Regions from separate parts of the Mus musculus genome. Here regions 1 and 2 are each linked to region 3. Evidence: chromatin contacts called from public Hi-C and promoter capture Hi-C data. All regions are on one chromosome and are shown on one strand. The core of a region is the stretch at or near the end of the contact, and the rest is flanking DNA. Distances in the headings are between cores, read along the strand shown. Region 1 overlaps Gm34022 (a long non-coding RNA gene). Region 2 has its middle 37 kb from the start of 9530014B07Rik. Region 3 overlaps Gm34439 (a long non-coding RNA gene).

Region 1 (2,835 bases), core at 145-2,644, 240 kb before region 3:
TTCCCAGGCACAGTTATAACTGAGAGCTTTCTGAAATTTTCAAAAAAACAAAACAAAACAAAAAAACAAAACAAAACAAAAAAAAAACAAACAAAAAAAAAAAAGAAAGAAAAAAATGAAAGTATAGTAAGAGGACTCAGCATTCCTTAGGGAACCGAACCCTTAAATGGGCAGTGCTTTTAAGTCCCGACGGCAACACTCTCCATAGTAGATGGCTGCATTCGGGGGCAACGTGGTCAGTACCGATGTCACATAGTTAGCTTAACAGCAGTAAAAATACTGGCAACAATCTAAATGCTGATCAGCGGGGGTGGGGGTGGGGGGTTGTGGTAGGGGGGTGGGGCGGGGACTGGTCATGTGCGGCGGCGCTCATAGGGACAAGTTTGTTTTGTGAGTGTAAAACAAAGTAATGACAAGCAGCGAATGGGGGCCTCCCGCCCCGGGTTACAATAATAAGAATAAAACCTTTACCTATTAGGAGATATAACTCCAACTATTTACAGATAACATAATATGTTATCTGGTATTTGTTGAAAATAGTTTGGAGGAGGGGTGGAGTGGGTGAGAGTAGACCGGACTGACCAAGAAAGGACGTTTAGTGAAGCTGACAGATGGACTTTGGGGAATTTGCTCTCCTGTTCTGCAGACTTTTGTACGGGTTTGGCAAGTTTCCATAATAACATGTTTTGGACAGTGAAAAGAGCGGGACAGTTTTTAAAGAATGCCGCCGTTCCTGTGAAAGCAGGGACACAGCTTAGTGTACGCATGCACATGCTGCTTGCTGGTCCAGATGACCGTTTTGAGGACAGTCTGGAGTATGACAGAACCTATAACTTTTTAATATATTATTTTTTTTTCTTAAGCAGAATGAACTATAATGTGAGAAGTTACCTAAGAGCACTCTGGGCTGAGAATCTGGGTCAGGCTGCTGCTTCTTTCTGGACTGGAGTCAATAGTCCCTAATGTGGGCAAACTGCATACCCAAGGACCCAGATGGAAGTTTCTAGCCAGGATAATCAGAATATTAAAACTTCTGCATGCACACCACGATGCTGTAGATGCGAAAGGCATTTTTTTTCCCTCCCTAGGAAGAAACACTCTGAAGAGCCCAGGTGTGAGGTCCACTTCAGGCTCACAGTAGGCTCACTGCTCCTGGGGCCAGGGAAGCCAGAGCTCTGCCCCAGCTGTCTACCTCAATCAGATTCTCCAGATAATTGCTCTACTCCACCCGCCGCTTAGTATGCACGGACGACTCTCAAGCTGTGGGCTCCTTCCTCCCGGGATGAACTCAAAAGCTGACTCTGTCAATTTTGCAGGAGTTAATTTCTAGGGTGAGCGAGAGGCAGACCTTTGCAAGAGAAGTAAGGGACTTGGTGGGCTCGCATTTCATCATGCTCTTCCATAGAGGCACGTGGGAGCAGCAGATAGAGCCAACCCATGCATGAACCACATGCAGTCTAAAGGGTTAGGTTACTGTTTCTGTGTTCTGTTCAGCACAGCTTTGAGCTTTGCGGGGCTATGTGTCTAGCACCTTGACATCTATGAAGGCTGCACTTTTGTCTCACCAGTGAACCCCGTCCCTGTTAGGGATTCACATATGGTGCCCCAAAACCTCTCCAGGGCCCAGCGAGTTAAGACTAATGTAACTATCCGTGTGGGCTGAAAGCCATCATTCGAAGCAGATGCCTTCGGGAGCTAATGGCGAGGACTAGGCAGCGTCAAGAGAGACAGCATTTCCTCCATGTTACTTTATCTACCTTCCTTTGGTAACGACATTTTCTGTGCCCCAGTGGCTAACCACATGAATTTTAATGGAGACAGAGAGCCAATTTAGTGAAAAGGGATTAAAATTTTGTGAAATATCACTTAGAGAGGAGCTGGTGATTTTTGCATCTGGGTAGCCAAAGGTCACAGGTGCCTTATTCACTTTCCAGTTGACGATTAAGATCGTGGTGCCACCTTTGTGGGAAGAGTCAGGGTTAAGCCACTGTTTGGCCTCTGGGACACACATATTGAGGGACTAAAGGGCTTGTCTTGCTTTGATGACTCCATCATGAAATGGTAAGATGCCTTTGCTTTGCGGGGAAGGGTTTGCATCCTGGCCCCAGTGATTATGATATGTGCTAATATAGTCTAAGTGTGTGCCACGGCTGTATTTCACTCACGTGTTTATGCATGTAACCGTCATAGTGGACTTGGAAGGAGGAGTTGCTTCATTCCCAGTTTTCTGATGAAGCGGCAGATGAAGAATTCTGCCAGGGTCATGCTGTCAGCTGTGTATTGGGACCATGGAGAGCTGGTTCTTGAAGCTCTGCTAAATCTGCCAGAGAAATAGAGAAGTGAAGAACACTCTCATGTTGTTCCATCTTGCCTCGAAGCCCTGCCAGCCAGCCCTTCATTTAGTTCTATTTATAGAAACACAATTCAAACTGCTTTAGGAAAGAGGCCGTAATTAAAAAGCAAAGGCAAACTCAGACTGCAGACATGGCATCTCTAGGACTTAGCTCTCCTAGGAAACAGTTTCCATGTCCAAGGGAAGGGGATGCTAGGATTGGCTTGGGCTGGACCATCCTGGGGAACCCAACCTTTATGAACTGTGAAGAGGACAAGAGAGCAAGAGGGTGTTCAAATGGACAGAATCAAGGTATCGCTAACCAGAAAAGACAGCAGGCCTGGGTGGCAGTGGACGTTTGTGACCTTATTCAAAGTGGGTCAGTGGAGCACCACAGATGTGAACAGCTTGATCCACATGCTTGTAACTGTGACAGTTGATTTCTGGCAATGGCAAAGGTGGTAGCAATTTCTGTTCTCTCACATTCGACACAGGTAAGAGAC
Region 2 (3,034 bases), core at 11-2,510, 160 kb before region 3:
ATCTCCCTTTGCAGCCTGTTTAAGCCCGATCTTCCAGTTAGGGGACCCCATTTACCCTTGAGAGCTGTTGTGTGAGCACCTCACACGCCAGGCTCTGTTTGTCTCTCGAGGAACAAAACAGTGGACAAGGACAGCCCTGCCCCCACCCCTCACCGGCTCATTTCACGCCATAGAGGACACCAGCAGGACAGCACAGGTTGCTTTTCCCAATTTCATTGCAGAAGCCACAGGGCAATAAAGCTGTTAAGTAGATCCTGGAGCGCTTCACTTGAGAGTCAGCCTTTAATGGGGATGCTAGGTCCTGCAGCCAAACATGGAAGCTTCCCTGTTCTAAGCTTGATGCAAAAATGCCTGACCCCCAAGTGCAATGCAGAGAACAGGTGTCTGTGGATGCTCGGTCACAGCTCCGCCCCAAGGCTAAGGGACAGTCACAGGGGGAATGGTCAGAAAGAGCCAGGGGTAGAGAAGGACCGAAGCCAACCAGTGCCTTCTGGACATTATAGGACTGCCAGACTTGGAAGCTCCCAGAGGCTGTAATGGAAGGTTTTCCTCAGATTTCCAGTGCTTAATGTTTGCATGCAGTAGGTGCCCCATGAGCTCTGTTTATAAGTGAAATCCACCTCTCTTTCCTCAGACAGACCTCGTCCCTCCTCTACTCTCCACACTGCTTTAGAGCCACCCCATTCTGAGGGACAGGGATTTTTTTTTTGCAACACCCTATTTTGTAACAGAGGAAATTCAGATTCCAGCTGAACTGGAAGACCCCAGGTACAAGCTCAGTAGCACCCCGAGCCTTCCTGGTTGCCGTCTTAGCCTCCTCCTAGTATGCACCCAGGCCTGAGGCAGTGGTTCTTAAATCAAAGAGTGAGGCTTCCTAGCTGACTAGGAATACCAGCAGCGTGCTGCAGGACTCTGTGTATCAGGCATGTGTGTGTGTGTGTGTGTGTGTGTGTGTGTGTGTACTGGCAGGCAGAGGCAAGATCACAGCATTCATCAGATTTCCAAAGCTGTGGGGGCAGTGAACCACCTTAAGAATAACCAGCCCGCACTCTTTCTTTCTTCCTTTCTTGTCCTTTTGACAGACACAGATGCTGACACGCCGCTGCCTCACATCAAATCATCGCAATATCTGGTTTTGCGTGGAGCCAAGGGTTCTCGCCAGGACATCAGCTGTTGGCAGCCTCCATGGGTCTACCCCATGTTGGCTGCTTCAGTCCTATCCTGAAGAACCTGAATCCTAGAAGGAACAGAGGATCCAGCAAGTGCCTCCCTAGACAAGATAAATACCGGCTGCAACATAATCCCGGCACGAAGAATGAGGCTACTGTTGGAATCTCAAGGTTCATTTTTTTTTTTAATGGAATCATAGGGGCACACCCAGTTGGAATTCTGGTTTTCACAGTCTCTTTGCTTGTCAAACTTAATATCAAGGAAAATAAGCTAATTTGATTTGGCCAAGGCTCCTGCAATGTGGAATTGATATCAGAGGCAGTGACCTTTGATGTTTCATATAAACAGCGCTTTCCCCTGCTTTCCCCTGCTGTGGAATAATAAACAGCACCTTTCTCCCCGGTCCTCAGCACCAAAAGCAAGAACACAGGTCTCCGCTTGTGGCTCACGGAATTCACACAGGCAGCGTTTATTGGTTCAGTGCGTGGAACAGGGCTTGTCAATCGGCACTGGTGTTTAAAGCTGACAGTTCTCCACCCCGTGGGTGCTGGGTCCTGTGGACTGCTTGGTAGCATCCCCAGACTCCACCCTCTAGATGCCAGCAACAGCTTCACAGTTTGGATAGTTCCAAAGCATTCTAGACATTGGCAAATGTCCTCTGTCGAACAGGGTTTGTCCTTGGGAGATGTTCTGAGAACCATCAGCCTAGTAGCAGTAGAAATGTTGACTGTTTCCCTTTCTCTTCCCTCCAAACCTCACAGATCAGCAATGGCTAGAGCCTGGGGAGGAGGCTTTGTGAAACATCTCTGCTGAGCCCTCTTGCTCCCAAAGGCTGCAGACCTGCCTGGCAGTATGGGAGCCGTGAGGGGACAATCTTCAGTCGCTCTGAGTAAGGAGACAAACTTCTGTGGACTTCATGACAGTCCTTCTTAATTGATTTCCAGGTTTAGGAATTGCGTGGCCCCTGGGGTCTACACTCCCTGCTCTCTCTCCTCTAAGCTCCAGGATACCCGTGTCCAAGCTGAGCGAGGCAGGCTCAAGTCAATGATGCCTGTCTGTCTGTGGGAGGCTTGTCAAATCAGCTCATGAGAGTTGATGGCTGAGTCTTCAGGAATTCTGGGGGTTATTTGTAGACATGTCAGGAGCTTGACTCTCTCCCCAGTAAGAGCACAGCCAGGTGCTGTCTAATGGAGAGGACAGAATTAGAGAGAAAAAGCATCACTAAAAAAAAAAATAGAGTTGGTGTTGGGTGCTTCTCACACTGTCCCAGCACTAACACAGGTGCTGTAGCCTACCATGAAACTACGTATGTGCATCACTTGTGTCTACACACCAGTACATGTTAGCCTACTCTGGGTAGTTAGTTGTATTTAACCATGGAAAAGAGACAGTAAAAATGCTGGGAGTCAGGAATAATTTACATCTCTGGCTGCTACCGTCATGCCTGGGTTCTACTGTTAATGGCGCTGTCGGTGTGCTGTGCATATGGTGTTGTGTGTTTATACTCCACAAGTGGCAGATGCCGGGTATCAGTTTCCTGATGTCTCACCCCTGCTGGCCAATTAAGTGTTTATTGTCACAACAGCGATTCAAGTCCAGACTTGAAAGCAAAGGGGAGGGGACAGCGACTACTGTCTTTCCCATTTCCATTTCCTCTTGCTTCTTACTTAAGAAATTCCAGTTCTGTTTGGCCTGGCAAGGATTCCAGCCAAACAACTGGGTTTCCTGCCTTAAATGTGCTCAAATGACATCGCTCACTCCAGTAGGACCCAGGCGGAGCATACTGGAGGTGCCACCCCAGAAACTCTTTTAACAGCAGACTAATTGGCTACAGGTGTTCACTCTCCACCCTTTTTCTACTCCC
Region 3 (3,167 bases), core at 59-2,558:
GCAAGAGGGACAGGGGGTGGGGTGGGACAAGCTTCCACAGTGAGTGGAGGCCCAGGTATCCTCAGGGCTGTGTTATGGTGGGGCATCACGTGACCACTCACATAGTTGCAACTCTTGAGATGCCCACACTTGTCCTTGCCTGTGTGTGTGGTGTGTGATGTGTGGTGTGTGGTGTGGTGTGTGTGTGTGTGTGTGTGTGTGTGTGTGTGTGTGTGTGTGTATGTGTGTGCACGCGCACGCACATGTGCACACTTTGGCCCTGGGGTATAACTCCCACCCAGGTACCTACCTTACCTTGACTCTGCCCTTTTTCTGATGGTGAAGTTAGCGACACAGGCATTGTTCTCGTCCTTTCTCTCTAGTCTCACTCACTAAAAACAATGATCATTTAAGAGACTCAAACTGAAGTGTAATTGCCTCCTAACAGTGTCAAGAAATGGGGCTTCAGGGCTGGAGACATGTACGGCTCCACTCGCTTGTTGCTTTTGCCAAGGATCCTGGTTTAGTTCCCAGCACCCGCATGGTGGCTCACAACCATCTGTGACTCCAGTTCCAGGGGATCTAATGCCCTCTTCTGACCTCTGTGGGCACCAGGCATACATGTGGTATACACACATACATGCAAGTAAACGCTCACACAAAAAATACATAAATAAATATGGCCTTTAAGAAGCCATCAGGTTGTGAGCTCAGCCTCTCTGCTCAGATTAAAGCCACCTTGAGAACAGACTAGGCACCAGGGGCGCTGGTTCTTTGTATGAGGATCGGTCCTTCTGTGTCTAACTTTCATTCTGTTTCCCCTTCTAGGGGACTGCACAGGAAGAGAGGCCCTCTAAACCTGTCTTTCTCTGTCTCTGGAATCATGAAGCAATCAATTTGTTTACATTATAGAATACCAAGTTGGTGGCATTCTGTTGGTGGCTCAACACAGACTAGGGCAGGAGCCCACGGCTATAACCCTTTCAAGTTCACATCCAAGTCCTCTCAGGCCAGAATACCATAGCATCTCTGCACTGGTAACCATGACCACAGCTGCTGTGTGTCCACCTTGGGGCCTGGGTACCCTGGCCCTGCTTCTTGTAGTGTCTGGTGCATCTCTAGTACCTTGGAGGGGCCTTCCACAAGCCATCACAGAAATCCCCTATTGTTTTACTCCAGACAAACCACCACTAAGTCATTTTGTGTCTTACTTCCACAGAGACTCAATCTCTGGGCACTGAGTGGCTTCGGGGCACACCCATCAAACCAGTTCTCCACCTTTAGCCCCGCCAGCTCCGCTGTTCCAGAAGGTTCTAGCAAGACTCTCGTATTGAGCCCTAAGGACAGACCCAGTGGGACCTGTCCCCACACTCCCAACCTTGTCAGCAGAAGCACTTTCCCCTTCTCTTTTAGTAAAAACCGACGGACCCCAAACTGCCTCCAAATAGAGTTCTAGATGGCCTGTTCTTGCCTGTCTGGAACTGGCTCAAGTTTGTCTGGCTTCCTGAGAGAGCCCAGCTCAGACATGCATCACAACCAGGATTAGGGATTTTCTTATTACTTTCTCAAAAAACAATAAGCCTATAACATGGGCAGGGAAAGTATTTCTTGCTGTTGTTTAAACAGAGAGGCTAAGCTTATATGGTCACGCAAGGGGCCTGATGGGGTCCCAGCTTCTTGGAAGTTTGATGCTTTCTCTTGCTTCCTAGTGCTAGCTTCTGTCTCCTCCGTTAGCATCCTGTTCTGCAACCCTGGCCTCTTTAGCTTGCATGACTCTCCCTGACCTGAGTTGCCTCATCTCTGTAAGAGAAGCTGGGGCTGGCCCACCTTCCTGAGACAGTTCCAGAGCTACATGGGAGAAGTCTGTGAACAGCCACGATGCTCGCTCGGCTCCCAGCATGCAGAGCCGGCTCTCCTACCCTCAGCTCCCAGGGAACGGGCCAGCACCGGTGACCTCTGAATGGCAGCTGAAACTCCACATTTCTTCTTTTGAGGAACAATCCTTGAACCCTAACTGGGCACTTTTAATGAGCAAGCACTGTAAAAATGCATCTAATTACACAGGGCTCTTGTCAGAATTGAACAACAATGACTATGACAGCTTTGGAAACTATGGAAAATGTAATCAATTATTACTGTCACCACAGGGCTGTCACTAGGTGGCATTAGAAGCCCCATAGTCACCCTGGCAGATTCTGTCCATTGGAGAATTCTCTATAAGGAGGTTCTAACTTATTTACACTCAGCATCCCCTGGATGCAGCAAGCATATTTGCTTACACGGGGGGCTCTTCAGGGCTCAGATGAGCACTGTCCCTTTTGCAGATGAGGGAACTGATGGTCAGAGAGGTGCTCCTATAGGTCTAGCATTGCCTGGAGTGGAATGAACAGCCCCTTCTTAGCAGCGTCCACGGTTACCTATGGGTTATCAAGCAATGACCACGAGTTAGGTCCATGCTCATCAAACCAGACTGTACTTTCAAAGCGACATGATAAGTTCAGTTATGACCCAGGGCCCAGAGGTGTGCAGCCAGGCCCGGTAGAGAAATCTGATCCCACTTGTATCCCTGTGACTGCAGCAAGGCCAAAGATAGGCTTAGAAAGAGGCTGCTTTGCAGACGTTGGTGCCCTCTACTGGTAGCATCAAGATAGGCAGCTTCAAGGGAGCCGGGAGCAGGCTAAACAAAATCAACATAGGACACGGGTAAGTAAGCATCCTCCATCGCGGACAGGAGGTATTCCGTATCTCCGTTTTGAAATTTTATTTTGGAAAGGCATAGATAATAAGATATCTTAGGGATGGGGTCCAAGCCTACACACAAAAGGATTTACTGATATTTTGGACACTTCACACACATGGATAGACAGATACTTTCAATAACATTGTGCACAAAACACAGTTTCCTGTGGAATTTCCCACTTCTGGTGTCAAAACTTAGAACAATTTATTCTTCCGATCTTTCCAGAAGTGGAAATCACACGCCATTACTTCTAAGTGGTCTCACCTCGGACCAATAATACAGCCAGGAACCAGGTGGACTCAGGCTCAGTTAACTCACCAGATGGATCATGGCAGGTCAGATACGAGTGTCGCGATTCTCTCAGGCTCTGTCACAGCCATGTGATGTTAGTTGCTGCTCCCAACACCGTGTCCAGTCCACACAAGACTGTGTTCAAAGGGAAGGAAGG

The links. Promoter capture Hi-C pulls out the DNA fragments that hold promoters and counts their contacts. A called contact is a pair of places that touch in the nucleus more often than the background predicts.
Region 1: a contact with region 3 is called in a promoter capture Hi-C map of embryonic stem cells, with 3 times the contacts expected there. The contact joins two enhancer-like sites. A contact is called at or near these places in 4 of 39 promoter capture datasets (cranial neural crest, embryonic stem cells, hippocampal neurons and 1 more), 1 of 484 Hi-C or Micro-C datasets (uterus) and 1 of 9 other capture datasets (embryonic stem cells).
Region 2: a contact with region 3 is called in a Hi-C map of embryonic fibroblasts, with 5 times the contacts expected there. The contact joins two enhancer-like sites. A contact is called at or near these places in 15 of 484 Hi-C or Micro-C datasets (the C2C12 cell line, cardiomyocytes, cerebellar granule neurons and 9 more), 2 of 115 datasets of contacts at active chromatin or transcription factors (astrocytes and embryonic stem cells) and 1 of 9 other capture datasets (embryonic stem cells).

Annotation. Positions count from the first base shown.
Region 1 is chr13:53,519,272-53,522,106 of GRCm38.p6, forward strand. It overlaps Gm34022 (a long non-coding RNA gene), which reads right to left. Exons shown (of 5, transcript XR_382400.3): 3 at 2,166-2,320. Among named protein-coding and RNA genes, the nearest start is that of Gm34022, 13 kb to the right of the region's middle. Within about 2 kb of position 1,395, at least 7 of the 459 cell types and tissues checked have an H3K27ac peak or open chromatin away from gene starts, as enhancers often do.
Region 2 is chr13:53,600,896-53,603,929 of GRCm38.p6, forward strand. No RefSeq gene overlaps it. Among named protein-coding and RNA genes, the nearest start is that of 9530014B07Rik, 37 kb to the right of the region's middle. Within about 2 kb of position 1,261, at least 4 of the 459 cell types and tissues checked have an H3K27ac peak or open chromatin away from gene starts, as enhancers often do.
Region 3 is chr13:53,762,468-53,765,634 of GRCm38.p6, forward strand. It overlaps Gm34439 (a long non-coding RNA gene), which reads right to left. Exons shown (of 4, transcript XR_382405.3): 3 at 3,038-3,167. Among named protein-coding and RNA genes, the nearest start is that of Gm34439, 24 kb to the right of the region's middle. Within about 2 kb of position 1,309, at least 3 of the 459 cell types and tissues checked have an H3K27ac peak or open chromatin away from gene starts, as enhancers often do.